3 separate regions of the Mus musculus genome follow, and regions 1 and 3 are each linked to region 2. The links are chromatin contacts, called in public promoter capture Hi-C maps. All regions are on one chromosome and are shown on one strand. The core of a region is the stretch at or near the end of the contact, and the rest is flanking DNA. Distances in the headings are between cores, read along the strand shown.

Evidence for each region. Promoter capture Hi-C pulls out the DNA fragments that hold promoters and counts their contacts.
Region 1: a promoter capture Hi-C map of cranial neural crest shows a contact between it and region 2. The contact joins the promoter of Mzf1 here to the promoter of Zfp235 in region 2. A contact is called at or near these places in 2 of 39 promoter capture datasets (cranial neural crest and pre-B cells) and 1 of 484 Hi-C or Micro-C datasets (B cells).
Region 3: a contact with region 2 is called in a promoter capture Hi-C map of liver, with 2.9 times the contacts expected there. The contact joins the promoter of Etfb here to the promoter of Zfp235 in region 2. A contact is called at or near these places in 3 of 39 promoter capture datasets (cranial neural crest, frontonasal cranial neural crest and liver).

What each region holds. Positions count from the first base shown.
Region 1 is chr7:13,053,422-13,056,760 of GRCm38.p6, reverse strand. It overlaps Mzf1 (myeloid zinc finger 1), which reads left to right and starts at 1,997. Exons shown (of 6, transcript NM_145819.2): 1 at 1,997-2,280.
Region 2 is chr7:24,130,554-24,134,296 of GRCm38.p6, reverse strand. Zfp235 (zinc finger protein 235) reads right to left here and starts at 1,925. Exons shown (of 5, transcript NM_019941.3): 1 at 1,074-1,925; 2 at 1-148.
Region 3 is chr7:43,442,401-43,445,829 of GRCm38.p6, reverse strand. It overlaps Etfb (electron transferring flavoprotein, beta polypeptide), which reads right to left and starts at 1,758. Exons shown (of 6, transcript NM_026695.3): 1 at 1,626-1,758. The coding sequence starts at 1,682. Cldnd2 (claudin domain containing 2) reads right to left here. Exons shown (of 5, transcript NM_028849.1): 4 at 2,860-2,979; 5 at 2,510-2,613. The coding sequence ends at 2,540.

The DNA of each region.
Region 1 (3,339 bases), core at 748-3,247, about 11 Mb after region 2:
AAGGGTCTGGTGTTCAAGCTCAATAGCTATACAGTGAGCTAGAGGCCTACCTAGGCTACTCCAGACATTACCAAAAACAAAAGACTGGGCACAGTGGCCATAGCACAGGTCCTTGGAAGGAAGAGCAGGGTGATCTTTAAGTATGAGGGTACTCTGTTTACATAGAGTTCCAGGATATCATAGTGAAATCTTGTCTAAAATAAATTATTTTTAGATTAGAACCACAACTCTCAAGGATGTGTCAAAAACTTATGTGTTGCAGGATATCACACTGTAAACCCCAAGGTTGTGTTATTTATTGGGGTTAAAAAAAAAACTGTTTTTAGTTGTGGTGTGGTTCCGCCATAGCACACACCTTTAATCCAAGAGCTTTCTGCTTGAGTATTGTAAACAGGATTAAATAAAGTCAACCATAGGTCAAGAAGCAGAACAAGAAGCCAGTTGACAGAGACTGAACATAGACATATTAAGAAACACACACATACACACGCACATGCACACGCACATGCACACGCACGTGCGAGAGAGAGAGAGAGAGAGAGAGAGAGAGAGAGAGAGAGAGAGAGAGAAAGGGAACCCAGAGGACAGATAGACATTCAGAAAGTAGAAGTGGGGGAGGACATTCAATGTGAAGGTTTCTTGGGACAGAGAGAGAGATTTGCGGTGGAACTTCAGCTGAGAAAGAAGGTCACCTGGGTGCTTTTTCTACCTCTCTGAGCTAGGTTTTCACCCCAGCATCTGGCTTCCACTACCTCAAGGAAAACAGAAAGGTAGCAAAAGGTAGTTTCAGGAAGATGCAACAAATGAATCTAAATGAATCTGAAATAAAACAAAAGGTTAGGTGTAGGGATAAAGAGATATTTAGCTACCTTCCAGGTGATGGCTGGGCAGAACTCATTTGCAACCTGTCAGCTTCTTTTTTTGTTTGTTTGTTTGTTTTGTTTTGTTTTGTTTTCCAAGACAGGATTTCTCTGTATAGCCCTGGCTGTCCTGGAACTCACTCTGTAGACCAGGCTGGCCTCGAACTCAGAAATCCGCCTTCCTCTGCCTCTCAAGTGCTGGGATTAAAGGTGTGCGCCACCACGCCCGGCTACCTGTCAGCTTCTTGTAAGTCAATTTCTACCAGAATAGTGTTACGACTTCAATCACAGATTTAAAAAATGGGGGAGGAGAGGTAATGTTTAAGTAGTCAGGTGTCGCAATATTGTTTGGTAAATGATGCTAGGAAACTAGAGGACTGGTCCCCGTCCTCTTTCTGGTGTGTTGTCATTTTTTGTGTGAGTTTTCTCTGAAAATGTTTCCCCCACACGCACATCTAATTTTTTGTTGCCATCCCTCAGTCTTTGAAACCTATCAGTCCGTTTTACCGTATCTCTATTAACATCTTTACTATATCTCTAATTTCTCCCCACTTACCTTTGTACTCTGGGTTGGCCCCTAGAGTTTCGATGTCTCACTTTCCTAATCCCAATCCCTTTCTGCTTCTCTCTTCTTCCTAAATTTTCTGACATGACTCAGGTTCTAACTCTGATTCTAATGACTAACCCTCCCCCCTTTTCATTCATACCTATGTGTGTTCACTTATATTCAGTCTCTCCTAGCATCCAGTCTCCCCCTCACAATTTTCCCACCCCTCTCATCCTCTCCCCCGACTCTGTATGGGGCTATCTCTGCCTTCCTGTATAGACATCTCGTTGGGTATTTGTGTCCCTGTCCCTTCCCCTTGGCTTCGCCACAGATCCTGACCTTTCTTAAACCAAGTAGTGCGGTCGTTACCTAGGATACCACCAGGTTTGGTCCCTTAGTTACCATGGAGTCCCGCTCACTCCTACCCACCGCGCAGAAATACAAAAGAGATCCGGTGGTGCTGCGTTTGCGCACCCACACAGCACCCTCCAAACTACGACTCCCAGAAAGCATTTTGCTAAGCCTTTCTTTCAGTGGTTCCGCAGGTAGCCCAGCGGACGCTCTTTTTCGAACCCGTCGTTGCCATGGAGACGGGGAGACGGCGTCCTAGTGAGAGCGGTGATTGGTGCAGAACCCTGCAAATCCCTGGAAGGCCGGTAGAGAACTGACATTTAAAAAAAAAAAAAAAAAAAAAAAGTGGTGGGGGCATGCGCAGTCTGGAAGGTGGTGCTTGAATCCGTTGCCCCCCGAGAGGATTGTGCACGTCGTCGGGGCCCTGACGCCTGAATTCGTGGCCGGGAGTGTGGGAAGAGACGTCCAGGAGTGCGAGCTGATTATTGCAACCAGCGCAATCCCCTAGGGACGGGAAGAAGGGTAGAAACGGAGGCTGGGGTGGGGGAAGGGCAGAAGGGCTTGGAGCTGCGCGCAAAGCAGTCTGGGATATGTAGTTTGATATGGAGCAAGCGAACGAGAGTGCGCATGTTCACGAGGGCACAGCCTCCCTCGGAGCATTGAAGGAAGGCTGGGAGTCCCTTCACCTCAAGGCCTAGGGAGGAGTCTGGGTAGAGTGGACTCTGGGATTCCAGCTGTCTAGCTAGACCCGGAGCGCCGGTAGGGGGTCCAGGAACTCCCAGCAAACCGGCCCTGTGCTGACGCGCTACCGCGCTGATCGCCACAGGTGCCACGGCGACCGGACACATTGGCACCCTAAAGCGAGGATGCTCACTTAGACTTCTGGGAAATGTATTTCCGGAACCTCTTCTTGCTTTATGGCTGTTCCAAGTTTCTCTCAGGGTTTCGAGTTGACTTAGCACCCTAAAGAGCAGAGGTGTAACCCACAGAAATCAAGCTGCCTCTAAGCTGATGCCACTGCAATAGTAAATTTAGATTTTCACAAAGTCCCAGTTGCAGAAAGTATCATGGGAGAAGTCAGTCCTTTTTACAAGTGAGGAAACTATAGCTGACATAGGCACAGCAAAAGTAGTACCCTTGCAGACTGTTGGTCTAATGAGTTGAGAGCCTTTAAGGGTACCCAGAAGTCCCAGTCACCTCCCAACCAACTAAACTAGAGAGCTGAAGACTTGTATCGCTGTTGGATGTGATGAGTTGGCTTCTGGTATTGGAGATATATGGAAACCTGTTGGCCTGAGAGAAGCTGAGATGGGGGATTGGGTGGAGTAGGGCTGTCCCCTTGATACCACATTGGGAAAGGAATGTTGGGGCCTGAGAGAGAGGCCAAGTCCAAGACTGGGTAGAAAACATTAAGGGACTTGTTTGTTCCACCGCAAAAGGCTGTCCACAGGGACTCTTATTGGGAGTCCAGGAGGAGGCAGCAGTGGTACTGATGTCTGGGTGCAAGTAGAGATGCAGCTATAGAAAAGAATAGGATGTAGGGAAGAGAAATGTTTCTAAGCTTAAGCAACAGCCTGTATT
Region 2 (3,743 bases), core at 676-3,175:
TGCAGACTCGGTCCCCGAGAAGACACACCGAAACACCAGCACACAGAAGGGTCGCGGAACGCTGCAGGATGTCACCTCATCAGAAGTACTGCCAGGGAGCCTGGCCTTGCGGCAGCGGAAGTCACCTCAGCCGTCACTGGCGCTGGAACTACAATTCCCAGAATGCGTCAGCGGAAGCGCCTAGCTCTGTGCTTTTTCCGGGACTACATTCCCCAGACTACTAAAGCCTCCATATGTTCCAAGCTCTTTTAACTGGCATGTGAGCCTTAGAAATCGCTTTTTGGGAGCTCGCTCACCGGGGGTGCTTTTCGGTTTCTTTATTTTTGAAATGCCATGTAAGACATCTATGGATACTTTTTTATTTCTGTTCTGTTTTGTTTTGTTTTGTTTTTTCCCCGAGGCAGTTTCTCTGCGTAGCCCTGGATCTCCTGGAATTCTGTTTGTAGATCAGGCTGGCCTCAAACTGAGAGATCCCTTTGTCTCTCGCTCCCGGGTGCTGGGATAAGAGGTAAGCACCACCATGCCCAGCTGTGGGTCCTTTTTAAGAACACTGAAGTCTCATTTTATATTATATTATAAAAGCTAAAACTTCAACTGCTCAGCTATAGGAGCCTGATTCAGCAGCAGAGGCAGAGTCCCTGAATAGAATCCTCCAGTCACAGGCTGTGGGAGTGATGGTAGAGCACAGGGTGTCTGGGTCACTATTCTACTGCTATGAAGAGACACCATGATCAAAGCTTGTTTCAGAGGCTTAGTCCATTAACATGGCAGAAAGCATGGCTCCCTGCTATTTCCAATCATTCAAATACATAGATGTATGGGGGCCACTGTTAGTCAAACCATCACACTCTGCTACCTGTCTCGATAAGCCTTTGCCCATATCATAATGCCAAATGCGTTCAGCCCAACTTCAAAAGTCCCCACCATCTATTGCAATCCCAATATTTTTTAAAAATCTAAATGTCAAACTTTTATGATACTCATGACAATCTCTTCATTGTAATTCCCTGTAAAATCAAAATCAAAAAGCAGACCACATAATCCAATGTGTTATGGCATAAAATATACTTTACCATTTCTTAATGGGAAGGCAGTATAGTGAGGAAACACTGGACCATAGCAAGACTAAAAACCAAAGGTGGAGGCCAAACTCTGCATCTCCATGCTGATGTCAAAGCACTCTTCAGATGCTTTACTCTTTCGGCTATGTTGGCTGTAACACACTTGTCTCTCTCAGGCTGGTTTCACCTCAGTCTGCAGCTCTCTGCAGCTGGGATCCCATAGTTCTGGCATCTTCAACATCTTGTGGTCTCCGACATAATCCAGGTTCACAGCTTCACTCAATGCCCTCTCTTGGCCACTATGCAGGAACTCTCCTATACTACAACTGCCTTCAGGGCATTTCCTTCATTACTAAGGGAGGCTCAAGAACCCTTTTCTTGTATCCTTGACTCTAAAGCCAGAACCAAGTGTTTCTTGTATCCTTGACTCTAAAGCCAGAACCAAGTGGCCAAAGCTGGCATGTTCTGCTGCTCGATGGTCTGGACCTTGGCCCCATCCGATTCTATGTCCACTATCTTTCTGGAACTGATGGCCTTCCTCGTGCTGAAGCTGGAACTGATGGCCTCCCTCATGCTGAAGCTGTACTGATGGCCTCCCTCATGCTGAAGCTGGAACTGATGGCCTCCCTCATGCTGAAGCTGGAACTGATGGCCTCCCTCATGCTGAAGCTTTTCCTCTTCCTTCTCACAGGCTGGAGGCTTCGCTGGGTGGGGTGTTGCCCTGAGGTCAGCACTCCCTTTATAGCATTCAGAATCAGGCTTTTCCTTAAGCCTTCACGGTGCTTCTTTTCTCCTCACACTCCACACTGCATAGTTCTTTCTGTCTGGCTTGCTCCTCCTCATGCTGGATCTCCATGAGAGCGACTGCTAATAACCACAAGACACAGTCAACACAAGGCTGTCTGGAAATCTCCCCTGCTTATGCCAGTAATACAAAACTCATCAACTTAGCTTCAGGCAGATTTTTAGGATGAGGACAAAAATCACCCACTTTTTTTCCTCAGTATATGACTAGAATGGTTTAGGCCATGTACTGTTTGCCTCTGAAACTTCTTGAGCTGCCCCCCACCCCCAGCTCAAATTGCCCTTGTCTTGCATTCTCCTCCTAGGATGACCCACTAAGCTCTACTAATCAAAAAGCACTTAATAATTTTGTAGTGGAAAGTCCTAAAGTCTTCCATATTCCTTCAACAAACAGCATGGTCAGGCTTGTCACAGCAATACTCCAGTCCCTGGTACCAACTCCTGTCTTGGTCACTGTTCTATTGCTTTGAAGAGATACCACAAGTCCAAGCAACTCTTACCAAAGGAAGCATTTAACTGGGGGCTGGCTTACACTTTCAGAGGTTTAGTCCTTTATCAGAGCAGGAACATGGCAGCAGGCAGGCATGATGCTGAAGAAGTAGCTGAGACTTAGATCCTGATCCATATGCAGAGAGGCAGAGAAAGAGAAATGGACTCACATGTGCTTTTAAAATCTTGATGCTCATACCCAGTGATAGACTTTTTCCAAGAAGGCCACGCCTGCTCACCTTTTAAATCCTTTCAAGGAGTTCCACTCCCTGAAGACTAAGCATTCAAATATATGAGCTATGGGGGCATTCTCAGTCAAACCACAACCTGCCTAGAATCCCCCAGTGAAGGGCTGGGAGCCTGGCTCAGTGGTAGTACTGACACCTGACGTATGTGACTCCTGTATTTGTGCCATAATTACTCTTCTTCTTCCAAACATGCACACACACACACACACACACACACACACACACACACACACACACACTAATTGGAAGCAAAGGGTAAGTAAAACTGGAAAAGCTGTTTTCTTGAGTGCACCAGAAGCTAGGTTTGAGAAACACTGGATTTAACTCATAGCCAATGCTGTGTCCTTGGATATTCACCACCCATACAACCTACAGATACAACAAAAAAAGAAAACCATTTATTGATTCTCACAATAAAAGCAAAGTGCCATATTGAAGCCGGCAAGAAGACTCCATACCAGCTAGCCTGACCTCTTAGTGTGGCAGAAACAAGAGACCCTGCCCGTGGCCTGCAAATGCCTTGGCAGGTACAGGCCCGGGGACCTGAGTTCAATCCTTGAAACACACACAGTGGAAGGAGAGAGCTGACTTTCTGTAATTTACATCTGCCTCTACCACAGGTGCTGCAGCACACTGGTGTACACACACACACACTCACACACACACACACACACACACACACACACAGAGGCATGCAAACACAAATTAATAAATAAATACATAAATAAAGTAAATGACATATTACAGGAAGACGGCTTACTTTGTCTCAGCGAGTTGACAATCCACTTCTGAGCCAACCATGCTGCAGCCACATGTCAGCTTCTTGCTTGGAGGACAGTTCAACTCAGTGCTACTCTCTTGTTCCATCTCCCTCCCTAAAACATAACAAAACCATGTCCATTTACCATGGAGTCTCAGGATCTGCTCTAGCTTGTAGCTCAGGTTATTGACCTAAGTCTAGAATACTGTGTCAGAGACAAGAGTATGGACTGTGTTTACTCCACTGTTATACACCCATTCAATCCTTCTTAAACAGGTTCAGTGTGTGTGTGTGTGTCTGTCTGTCTGTCTATCTGTCTGTGTCTGTGGGTACAGGTGCCCTTGTGGGCTACAAGTGGATGCCAGATCCCCTTGGGCTAAA
Region 3 (3,429 bases), core at 509-3,008, about 19 Mb before region 2:
ACTTCTTCTATGTGCATATCCACACACATAGGCCTAATTAGAGGAGACTGGAGAGATGGCTCAGTGGGTAAGAGCACTTCCAGGGGACCTATGCTATGGACATCGTAGCTCACAACTGTCTGTAAACACTAGCCCCAGGGTATTGGACACCTTCACGCATGCATGCATGCAAGCAAAACATCCATGCACATAAAATAAAAATAAATAATAAATCATTTTAGAAATTTAAATTATAATAAAAATACCTTGTCAATAATAATAATAATTTTAAAAATAAAATGGAAAAAGACTGGAGCTATAGCTCAGTGGTGCTGGTCTGGCCTAGCACTTGGAAGGTCATGGGCTTAATTCCCATCAACACACACACACCCAAATAAATAAATAAATAAACAAACAAATTAATGGTGGTTGAGTTGCCCACAAACCCACATGTATCTCAATAAACCTGGAAGCACCATCTCTGTCACAGGCTGTTAGAAGCCACCTCAAGCCAACCCGTTTTCTCTCTAGCAAACAGGCAGAGAGTCAGACTTGCCCAGACTCCTGATTCTTGCTGCTTACCCAGCTTGGGGGCAGGGGGCAGGCATCTGGCAAGTAACAGGGCCTCCACGGGCCTGGGTTTCCTCAACCACCCTGTTCGATTGAGAGTACAGAAGCTGTACAAAGGGATCAATCTCTGTACAGGAATTATATCTGCTGGTGCTTTGTGCCGACTTCCATGTGTGCTGTCTGGGTCATGGACATTAAGTCTGAGTCTGTCTCCTGAATCCTTCTTGTCTCATTCCTCAACTGCGGTACGTAGATGGTGGTATTAAATGATATAGCCCGTTTTTACCTATCTCAGAGGGTCTCTTGGGTGCATCTTCCTTATGCTAGGAAATTTGAAGGACACAAAGGGGGATCACAGGACAATGGGGACAGACAAACATGAATTGCCACCATCTTTTTTTCAGTACAGATTAGGCTAAGCATTGAGAGACTGGCCTGGGAACCCAGTCTGATTCAATGCTGGCTACAGCAGCTTCTCTCTGAGGAGAACCCAGGGCCTCAGGGGTGCTGCCCTCAGACTGCTCACGGACACTCCAAAGTCTTAGTTAAGCTGGCTCCTTTGAACTTGCTTCTCCAGCAAGCACAGGTCTCCTTCCCTTCCTAAATAAAAAACTGTCGACAAGCATCCCATGGCTATATGGGTGAGGCGCTTTCTGAGTCCCATGGAACCAGATGGCTCTCCATGTGGCTGTACATTTAGAGCAGACAGTGCAGCCTGCAAGGTAATGAGTGATGAAACCGCAGGCCCCACATAGAATTCTCTATTCTGATTCTCTCTTGCTAAGTGCCAGTTTTGTGCCTCAGTTTCTCCACGTGTTAAATAGGGACCATGACTCCTCCAGCCCACAGTTATCAAGGGACTGAGAGAGAGGGGAAAAGGGTCGTCACCTCAGAAGGATCTGATTGTCAAAATCTCACAGCCCTTGATTTTTGCTCCAAGTATGACTGACGTCGGGTCAAAGGGCAATAGAAATTGACTTTTGAAAGGTTCTCTTATGTGGGGCACGCTCCTGCTCTTGGACGTTCATAGCTGCGGTCTCAGGGTGCTGGGACCTAGTCGGGGTGGGGAAAGTCACCTTCACAGCGAAGTCGATGACCCTCTTGACAGCCACGAGCGCGCGCAGCTCCGCCATCTTCCTGCAGCAGTCACTGGCCGGGTCAGGTTGCTCCTAATCCAGATAGTCACACACTCCGCCCCGTATCTGTCTCTGCGCCTGCGCGCCGCAACACCGACCAATCAACCGTCGCACAACTCAGAAAAAGCCAATAGGAAGCGGAATTCAGGGAGAGGCGGGGTCCACGGCGGACCGCTGGGTGGAGGGGGCGTTGCACAGAAGTAGGGGAAAGGGCATTCCTAGGAGTGAAGTTTGCTGAGGGCTTATTTATCCTAATGCTCTCCTCGTAACTCCTGTTGTCCCCAGATCTGCAATTCACTTCTAGATCCCTCCTTTCTCAGCACTCCAAGCCCCCATGTCTGTGTTCCCACGCGCACCCTGTGCCTTTTTTCCTACGCCCCCAAGGCCTTCCTTCACTTGCTTGCCGCCGCATTCTTTCTGCAGATTCCCTCCTTATCCTTGCGTCTACACTTTACTTCCTTGTGATTTTCCCGTGTCCGCTCATCCCCACCTCCTCCCGCGACTGCGTGCTTTATGACTCTCCCGAGTCCCATATTCTCTCCCCGTGCATTCCCCGGGTGCGCTCGTCCCCGCCCCTTCTTCTACGCCTACATCCGCTAGGACTACCCGGTGTCAGCTTGTCCCTACACCCTCTCCCTGCTTCCGCATCTGCAAATCCCCAGGGTACACACCTCGTTACAGGGTTCAAGTCTCCGTTCCTACCCTCCCACATTCCTTCTGACCTCCTTAACTCTCTACAAGCCACTTTATCCGTGTCTCTGTAGTCTCCAAGCTTCTGTCTCTACGTTCCGCAGAAAAGCACGCAGGGGCGAGGCTAAAAGCCATTCCTTTATTCTGCCCCAGGCAGGCCGCATTCATAGGCATACCGGGAATCCGCTGATGGCTTCGGTGCTCTGCAAGATCATGTCGGCAAGCAGAAAGCAGAAGCCTGGCAGGAAGGGAGTACAGAGCCCGGGGAAGGAAGGTGGGCTATGGGGCGGATGATCTGGCCTGCCTGGGAGCTAGGGATGGGGGTTCCAAGGGCGTTTCCATCGGGTGTCTTGGAGTGCAGGGGCGGGGAAGTCACTGGAAGTTATTGTGGACTTTGCTAGGAAGAATAGGTGACTGGGAAGTTTCTGGGGAGGGGAGTCCTCTAGAGGGGTAGTCTCCACCCTCTTCCCCTCGTGCTGGTTACCCGCAATAAACAAGAAGGGTAAAGCCAACCATCCGAAAAAGTAGGACCAGGAGAAGAAGACTTCTGGCTTCCAGGCATTCTTTGAAGTGTATACGGCCAAGGCAATCAGCAGCAGCAACCCTGGGCCACGCCCACCCGTCAGGTGAGCGTGGCCAGGTAGAAGCTGCACCCAAGCCCACCCCTCAGAACTGCCCTTGTCTCTGACTTATCAAACCACGCCCAGCTTCCCTTTGGCTTCACCTTCGTGGGCTTCTTGCTCCTCCTCTTTTCTTTTTTTATTAAAAATAGATTCTTCCTTTATACAATCTATCCCGACCACAGTTTCCTCTCCCTCAACGTCTCCCAGCTTCCCTCATCTCCCCTCCCACACTTCCTCCTCTTCAGAGTAGAGTAGGTCTCCAAGAGAGGACAGTCAAACAGGACAAAAAGAGATACAAGGAGACAAGGCAAAAGCCCACGGAGGATGGGCAAGAGAACGCAACAGGAGGCGAAGAGTCCCAAGAGCAGAAGAAAAGAGTCAGAAACATCCCCACTGTCAGCTGCCCCCTGGCCCCTCCCATTTCTAACCAT